Regions from separate parts of the Danio rerio genome. Here regions 1 and 3 are each linked to region 2. The links are chromatin contacts, called in public Hi-C maps. All regions are on one chromosome and are shown on one strand. Each heading gives the region's core, a stretch centred on a gene start, on an enhancer-like site or on the middle of the called end of the contact. The rest is flanking DNA. Distances are from core to core; before and after follow the strand shown. Region 1 overlaps si:dkey-35i13.1 (a long non-coding RNA gene). Region 2 overlaps atp1b3b (ATPase Na+/K+ transporting subunit beta 3b). Region 3 overlaps si:dkey-35i13.1 (a long non-coding RNA gene).

Region 1 (2,700 bases), core at 96-2,595, 170 kb before region 2:
TCCTCCCCAGTTTCTGTTTAATGGAAAGAAGTTTTTTTTTTCAACACATTTCTAAATATAATAGTTTTAATCACTCATTTCTAATAACCGATTAATTTGATCTTTGCTATGATGACAGTACATTATATTTTAGTAGATATTTTTTTAAATACAAACATTCAAATTCAAAGTGTGATTCAAAGGCTTAATTAGGGTAATTAGGCAAGTCATTGTATAACAGTAGTTTCTTCTGCACACAATCAAAAATATATATTGTCTAAAGGGGCTAATAATATTGACCTTAAAAGAGGTTTCAAAATATTTAAATCTGCTTTTACTCTAGCCAAAAGAAAACAAATAAGGCTTTCTCCAGAAAAAAAAAAATATTAGAGGAAATACTGTTAAAATTCGTTGCTCTGTTAAACATAATTTGGGAAATATTTATTTTTTAAAAATTCTCAGGAGTACTAATAATTTTGACTTCAACTAATAATCGTTTGGAATAATCGTGATTACAGTTATGACCAAAATAATCGTGATTATGATTTTTACCAAAATCGAGCAGCCCCACGGTGCATCCCTTCAATTTGAGTCACAACATTTGTACACAATCTTGGTTTTTAAAAACATTTACTCTGAAAAGCATCTAATCTTCGAAAAGGCTGTCGATTCACACATGTGTCCTGTTTGGTTTGTTTTTAGTTTGTAAACACTGTCGTGTAAAAGCCTCCTGAGACCTCCTATTTTTATGGTGTTTATTTGCACTGTTTTTTGTAGAGGAAACACCTGAGCCTTGTTCAAGAGCAGAAAGACATATGACGGGGCTCATTTCAGAGTGCGGTAATTGGGAAAGAAAGCTCTGGAGTGTGAGGTCATGGGGTTTTTGTTGGCTTAGTGCACTGAGATTGCAGGCCAGGCTGTGTCAGATTTGAAGCAGACATCTGTTGGTCCCGCACAAACGGTCTGGATATTTAATCCTTCCAGTGGAGTGGAGGAGGAGGGAAATGAGACCCTCGGCCGCAGAGCTCACAGCTTTTGTGACAGGTGTCCCCCCTGCTATTCGGCACCTCAAGCAACTTTTCCTGTGCATGTGTTTGGAGCCCTTTTGTCTGTTTTTTTTTTCTGTCTGCATCTTTTTTTCTACCATGCGCGTCAGCTAGTTGAACAACCACACTCGCTGAATGTAAAGTTCAGATGTATTGATCTGTTGACCTATAATACAGCATTGTTGTGACGCAGATGTCACGTGAGAGGCTGCTGCGGTCTTGTCTTTGTGTGTTTGTATTTGCACATGCACAAAAGAGAGTGAAAGGACAGAGAAAACACACCACGCATCCTTTTTGGCGCCATTTCCCAGCTGTCTTGTTCACTGGCGTGTACTCCAGTGTCAGTGTAACATGCCCCGTGGGACACGCTTGCATACAGTTAGCGCTCCGACCGTCTGCGCGTGTTAATAGAGCGTAGGTGTGTGTGTTTGCGCATCTTGCTGTGTATGCCTAGTCCTCCTGGGAGACTAAACTTAACCTTCTCCATTCATGTTGCAACACTGCACTTTCCATTCTAGGAAGCAGGAGGTCTGGTGTCAGGTTTCCAGTTTCAAAATATGGATTCGTCCGCAATCGACTGCAAGCTTTTCACTCTTAGGCCCAATCCCAAATCTATTTTTTAACCTTTTTTTTTACCCCTTTCTCCTTGGCCCTTGAAACAGAGTGTGAAGAAGAAGGGCTTCAAATTTATCCCTATGAAATGGGACAGCACTAAAACATCTGCACACGTCAATATATGTCATCGTGAGTAGCAACGAATAACCGGTTTCACTAGTAACCGCGATTTAATTCATCTTGGTTAAATAATACCATAATTTAATAATCGTAATAATAATAGTAATCGTAAGGGCTTCTCAACACCGCGTTTCTGCATGGAACAAAACTGCAGCAACTAAAGTTATGCCAACTGTGTGCTAGTTTGTACACCAAGACTAATAACCGCTCACACTGGACTAACTATGACTGGAGCTATTTACTAATGCCGAGTTCAGACTGCATGATTTTCAAAGTAGTCGTGTCACAGGTGTTTTCACACTGCATGACTATCTGGGCTAGATAGCTTTGTTTACACTGCAAGATGGATCGGCGACAGGGACTTTCACATTGTATGACTTTATTATAGAAAGAATAGCCGACAACTTCGTCCAAACTACGTCTCACTGCCAAAAACACGTAGTATATCTTTTGTTATTAACTACATAATGAGAAAGAAGCCTTTAATGGGGTAGAACATGTACATATTTGCTCACCTGGGTTTAAAGGGAATCAGCCATTTCTCCTCAACATTGATAATAAACAAATTTCTTTCTGTATGAAACGTCAAACAGACACGGTTGCTCCTGAGTCCTGTCACACCTCCACTAGTTTTTCCTTTATTTTGTGGGTCCAAATAAACCTCTCCCCCAGCCTCCCACTGGCCTGTAGCAGGTATACACACACGCACACACAAGTGAATGCTGCTCTCTCATTGGCTGTAGGCGATCGCTGATGTTATTTTCAGTCAAAACTCAATTTACACGGCATGATTTGAATCGCCGACATCTCCAGATATTTAGCATGCCAAATATCTCGCAGGCATCGGCGACTCATCGGCGAATCTCTCAGATCACGTCTTTGATAGTTCATACTGTGTGATTGTCACTCACGTGCACGAGCAGCGATTTGCCTGTGATTT
Region 2 (2,700 bases), core at 148-2,647:
TTGTGCAGATGCCTTACGATCTGTATGAGTTTAAAAATCTTGAAATAAAAGTGATTTTAAACAAAGATTGGGTTTGCGTGTGTCGAGTGTTTTCTTCAGTGAGTCGCTGAGTACAACGTTAAAGGGCTTTAAAGGTTTAATATGTTTTATTTCAAGATTCAGTATGTAAGTTTGACACCCAGTGGTTAAACTAGGTATTGCATGCCTCGTTAAAAGCACACACAAGTGCAGGTTGCCAGATTGATGACACCCAGCAGAAGCGAGCCTGGCGGAGGGTGAGTGAGGTGAGTGAAGATGAGCGAGGCGGGAGTGTCGCGGACAAAAGTGAAGAGGGTTAGGGAGTCGCGGAAGAAATTCAAAGTGAACAGTGGACGGGGAAAGAGAGCAGTGAAGGAGGGGAACCGGTAAAATAAGGTGCCGGATCAGATTTCAGAGGTGCCGGATCCGGCATGTTCTGGCACAAATTAAGCCCTGAGGATTGTCGCAAGTTTAATGATGTACAAAATAGCATGCCTCAATCCGATCTGTCTGTTTACATGATAGTCACATTGTCATATATTCAATTTATATCTGATTTATTTTCACATATAAAGGAGGCCTGAAACTGATCTCTGAATACCCGAATGCATGCGGTTTTTTAGTGTTTACACGGTCATAGAACAGATCCAATTTGTGTCCCATATGAGGAATTGGAAAAATCGGAATTGGGTCACATTTAACTGGCAGTGTAAACAGACCCTTACTGCTGTCTAAACTGTTAGCGGTAGGGACGTGGTTAATATGTTAACCACGATCAGGCGTAATCTGTGAATTTAGCTGAAAACAAACAGAAAATGCAATTTTAGATTACATTTTAACATTTCTTAATGGCATCCACAGATGAATTGTTCACAAAACTAACAATGTGAGCCGTCTTATTTAATATGGTTAGTTTTGATTTCATGTGTAGGCCTACTTTAATATAATTATAACAATGTGGCATTGTCTAAATAAAGGCGGGTGTCAACTGAGAGCCCAGTGATATACTCAAGAGAGTTCAAGTGCTGCTGCAAAGTACACACATTCAATGAAGGAACGAAAACAAATACCTGCACTGTGAAGCACACACTCTGAAACGTGAAGACCAGGGGCTATTTCAGAAATCAAAGGCTGCTTACTGGAAGAACAGGTATGCTGGATTCCAAACCGCGTCTGGGTGTAAGTTCTGTCAACTCCGTGTAGAACTCGCATTCTAAACAGAACACTGATTCCACGAGTCGCCATGAAAACAAAGTGTGCCATAATACTCTCATTTAGCCATGTGCTACACACTTAGTGCGGATAATGCAGCTCAAATGGTGTCTGCGCAGTCATTGAGATATTAAAGTTCATAAACTTTTACAGGTTTGTACTTAGCATACCTGCATTCTGGAACACACCCGACCTCTGTTCCTCGAAAGAATCTCGACGTGCTGAGGTAAACGGTCGATGAAATTCCTGTTCAGTTTTTAAATGTCAACACTATTTTCAGTGAAATGTTGCAGATCTTGTTTGTGCTAACAGCACTTTGCGATATTTGTTTTAGATTTTACTGAAGATATTTGAATTACCGCTTTATTTTCATCTTTGTCTATGCAAAAATGAAGTAATGTTATTCTTAACTTGTATTTTTCAGTTTTGACTAGAATTGCTTCAGGGCTGCGGTAATTATGGCAGGTGCTGTATGTTAACTGGTTGCATCTGTTTTTTAGAGTCAACTAAACTACAAAACTACTTTTCCTTAAAGTATACACTCACCGGCCATTTTATTAGGTACACCTTACTAGTACCAGGTTGGACCCCTTTTGCCTTCACAGCTGCCTTAATCCTTCAACAAGGTACTGGAAATATTCCTTATAGAGATTTTGCTCCATATTGACATGATGGCATCATGCTATTGCTGCAGATTTGTCGGTTGCAAATCCATGATGTGAAACCCCGTTCCACCGTATTCCAAGGAGCTTTATTGGATTGTGATCTGGTGGCTGTGGAGGCCATTTGAGTACAGTGAACTCATTGTCATGTTCAAGTAACCAGTCTGAGATTATTTATGCTTTATGACATGGCGCGTTATCCTGCTGGAAGATTGGTACACTGTGGTCATAAAGGGATGGACATGGTCAGCACCAATACTCGGGTAAGCTGTGGCATTGACACAATGCCACAATGCTCAGTTGGTACTAATATCAAAGTGTGCCAAGGAAATATCGCTCACACCATTACACCACCACCAACAGACTGAACCATTTAGGCAAATTCTGACCCGACCATCTGAATGTCGCAGCAGAAATCGAGACTCATCCGACCAGGCAATGTTTTTCCAATTTTCTATTGCACAATTTTGGTGAGTCTGTGTATTGTAGCCTCAGTTTCCTGTTCCTAACTAACAGGAGTAACACCCGGTGTGGTCTTCTGCTGCTGGTCAGATATATTTTTAACGTTGAAACAATGTTTAACGTTGAACTGTTAAAAACCAGCCTGCATATGACCAGGCTTCAACGTTGAAATACAATGTCAGCTGTTGTTTCAAGGTTGAAACAGTGTTGAAAGATAAATGGTTGAATAAAGTTACAGAAATCCTTACATATAAATCATCAACATTTACATGTTTTTTAAAATCATGATCTATTTGTTGAATCAACGTCATGGCTTTACCCTGAATCCAACAACAACATTCAAATG
Region 3 (2,700 bases), core at 165-2,664, 200 kb before region 2:
ATAAAAAGTAGCAATCTCACCCAATAAATGCGTCGATAATATCCACTGATTTATATTTAGTCAATCAAATGAACTTAAACAATTAAAAACAGCAATAAATATTTATTTGGGCCCAAACTACAAAACCTAATTTAAAACACTTTTAGTTTTGCTTAAGTTGCACACCAGTTTGACCAAGTATAAATATCATTTTAACTATAGGCCTATTGTATAAATCTTATTATAACTAGTTTAACATCAAGCTGACAATCAAAAACAAAATTATATGATATCACAGCTGATTGTCTTCTGTACATGTGCAAGTTAAACGACATGAATGACACTCCTCATAGAGTTTGAGAAGCATACAGTTCAGTAGGATCTATATAATTTGTAAAATAAAGACTTGTAGGTTAAGTAAACAGCATAGGGGGAGTTGCAGCACAAGCCTTGGTGCAGATGAAAAGTAAAAAAAAAAGTGATAGATAGATAGATAGATAGATAGATAGATAGATAGATAGATAGATAGATCTGCTCGTGCTTGCACTGTGAAACAGGTGTCATAGTAAATAGTCTGACCAACCTGATCTCACGAGAAAACATATTTTACGTTTTGTCAGTTTAGGGGCTAATTCGTACGTTTCGAGTTCAGTTGTACGAAAATGTACTATTTTAAAAAAAGAGGTGTAGCACCCAACCCCAGCCTTAACCCTAACCATCATTGGGTGATGAACAAATCATAGTAAATTATACGAATTAGATTGTACGAATATATACTGTACGAATTAGCCACTAAATCAAAAAGTTACGAATTGTCGTGAGATTGCGTTGGACTGACATGACATGGATGAGAAGATAGATGAACAAAGTTATTTTATATTGTTTTAGTCACACAAAAGAGTTCTCGTAGCGTCATATGATTACAGTTGAACCATTGAATTTTTCAGCAAAGTTGTTGCTTCCTTTTCTAGACTGAACATCTCAACACCATTGCTGTCTATGGCGGACGAGAGAGCTCCAGGATTTCATCTAAAATATCTTCATTTGTGTTCTGAAGATGAACGAAGCTCTCGCGTCTATTGTGATTGATTAAAAACTTAAACCAAACCTGGCTAAACCAACGATTTAAAATGTGGCTTGTCTTATATTAAAATGGAGTTTGAGAGCATTGTTGCTCTTTTATATTTCATTTCTATTCTGTAGATTTTATAGGTGCATTTATACAGATAATCAGCTCTTTCCTGATGAATGACTTTAATTTTTGGAACAAATCTTATCGTTGTTTAGCAGGAGGAGAGCTAGTAGAGGAATGACAGTCAAAAACAGCCAAAAGCACAGCAGCCAGAATTCAGGACAACCCCAGAGTGCCGTCGTAGCTGATGTTTCAGTGCAGCCTGAGGTAGGAATTCAGTTAGCAGCACTTTAGCCTTCTCCACCCACCAGTGCAGGAAATATCAGGTGAACATGCCTCAACAAGTGACTCACCACAGCTCCTCCCTTCCCTCCAGCTTTCAAACTCACTTAGCATTGACTAGCGCTATTCTCAGCAGTCTTCCTTCACACTCTTCCCAATCATCGACGCTTCTTAATCACACAATCGCATACACCATACAGGGTTCATTCAGTAGGTTTGTCATTTATTCAGTCATTCCAACCTCATGTATTATTATTATGCAAAGAGATACACAAATAAAATAGAAAGGAAACACACAATTTGGTCAACAATGACACAGATTTGTGTGTGTGTAATATTAAATGGATGTAAATATCTAAATATATAAACATAGGAACATTAAAATGGATAACAGCAGTAGAAACTAGTATTCACTAAATCAATGCTACAGAATTAGCGCTGTTCAATGCTGTCTCACACCAGTTTTGACCCAGTGTGGTAGTTAGTCACAAACAGTATTTCAAGCATTGAAGCTTTGATAAGGTTGCAAAAAAAAAAAGATGCAATGTGGTTGATTAATGTGTATATAGTGATCAGATTTCAGTGTGATTGATTTTTGTAGGATGTTTCAATGTGGTTGCATATTGATTAATCATATGGGGGATTTCAATAATTATGATGGCAAATATGAAAATGGTTTCGAAAGATTTGTAAAATAGCGCACATGTGAACACATTTATAATAAAAATACAAATAGCATGCAATTTAGTTATTTCAGGGAGAATTGTAGGCATTTCAATCAATGTTTCCAAGCTCTGTTCCTTAAGGCACATCAACAGTACACATTTTCAACCTCTCCCTAATCAAACACCTGAATCAACTCAGCAGAACATTAGAAGAGACTGAAACCTGAAATGAATGGGTCAGATAAGGCAGACGTCCAAACTATGTACTATTGGTGTGCCTCCAGGAACAGGGTTGGGAAACACTGCTTTAAATGATCAATTTTAAATGGGTAGTTCACCAAAAAATTAAATTTCGTCATTGTTTACTTGTTTAAAACCTATTTGAGTTTCTTCTGTTGAACTCAAAGGAAGATATTTTGAAGAATGCTGGAAACTGGCACTCATTAGCTGCGTCCGAAACCGCCTACTACTCAGTAGGTACTGCATTTGAATTTAAACGTACTACTTGGCTGTTAGAAAAGTACGTTCTATACAGTATGAATGTGAAAAGTATGAATGGAATTCGGACATACTACATCCGCCATTTTGTCATGGTCACGTGACCTACCTGCGTCAGTTGCGTCGCCTCACTTCCATTCATGA

Evidence for each region. Hi-C and Micro-C count contacts between places; a contact is called where the count stands out from the background.
Region 1: a contact with region 2 is called in a Hi-C map of an unstated tissue, with 2.6 times the contacts expected there. The contact joins two enhancer-like sites. A contact is called at or near these places in 1 of 18 Hi-C or Micro-C datasets (an unstated tissue) and 1 of 4 datasets of contacts at active chromatin or transcription factors (embryo).
Region 3: a contact with region 2 is called in a Hi-C map of embryo, with 1.9 times the contacts expected there. The contact joins two enhancer-like sites. A contact is called at or near these places in 2 of 18 Hi-C or Micro-C datasets (caudal fin and embryo) and 1 of 4 datasets of contacts at active chromatin or transcription factors (embryo).

What each region holds. Positions count from the first base shown.
Region 1 is chr15:4,716,721-4,719,420 of GRCz12tu, reverse strand. All of the region lies in intron 1 of si:dkey-35i13.1 (a long non-coding RNA gene), which reads right to left. Among named protein-coding and RNA genes, the nearest start is that of tfdp2, 29 kb to the right of the region's middle. Within about 2 kb of position 1,345, at least 27 of the 62 cell types and tissues checked have an H3K27ac peak or open chromatin away from gene starts, as enhancers often do.
Region 2 is chr15:4,546,063-4,548,762 of GRCz12tu, reverse strand. atp1b3b (ATPase Na+/K+ transporting subunit beta 3b) reads left to right here. Exons shown (of 7, transcript NM_131670.1): 7 at 1-63. Among named protein-coding and RNA genes, the nearest start is that of si:dkey-35i13.1, 15 kb to the left of the region's middle. Within about 2 kb of position 1,397, at least 7 of the 62 cell types and tissues checked have an H3K27ac peak or open chromatin away from gene starts, as enhancers often do. A contact at or near this core is called in caudal fin, where this site is marked.
Region 3 is chr15:4,741,990-4,744,689 of GRCz12tu, reverse strand. The region is part of intron 1 of si:dkey-35i13.1 (a long non-coding RNA gene); the gene reads right to left. The region is part of intron 3 of LOC103908797 (a long non-coding RNA gene); the gene reads right to left. Among named protein-coding and RNA genes, the nearest start is that of rffl, 35 kb to the left of the region's middle. Within about 2 kb of position 1,414, at least 17 of the 62 cell types and tissues checked have an H3K27ac peak or open chromatin away from gene starts, as enhancers often do. A contact at or near this core is called in caudal fin, where this site is marked.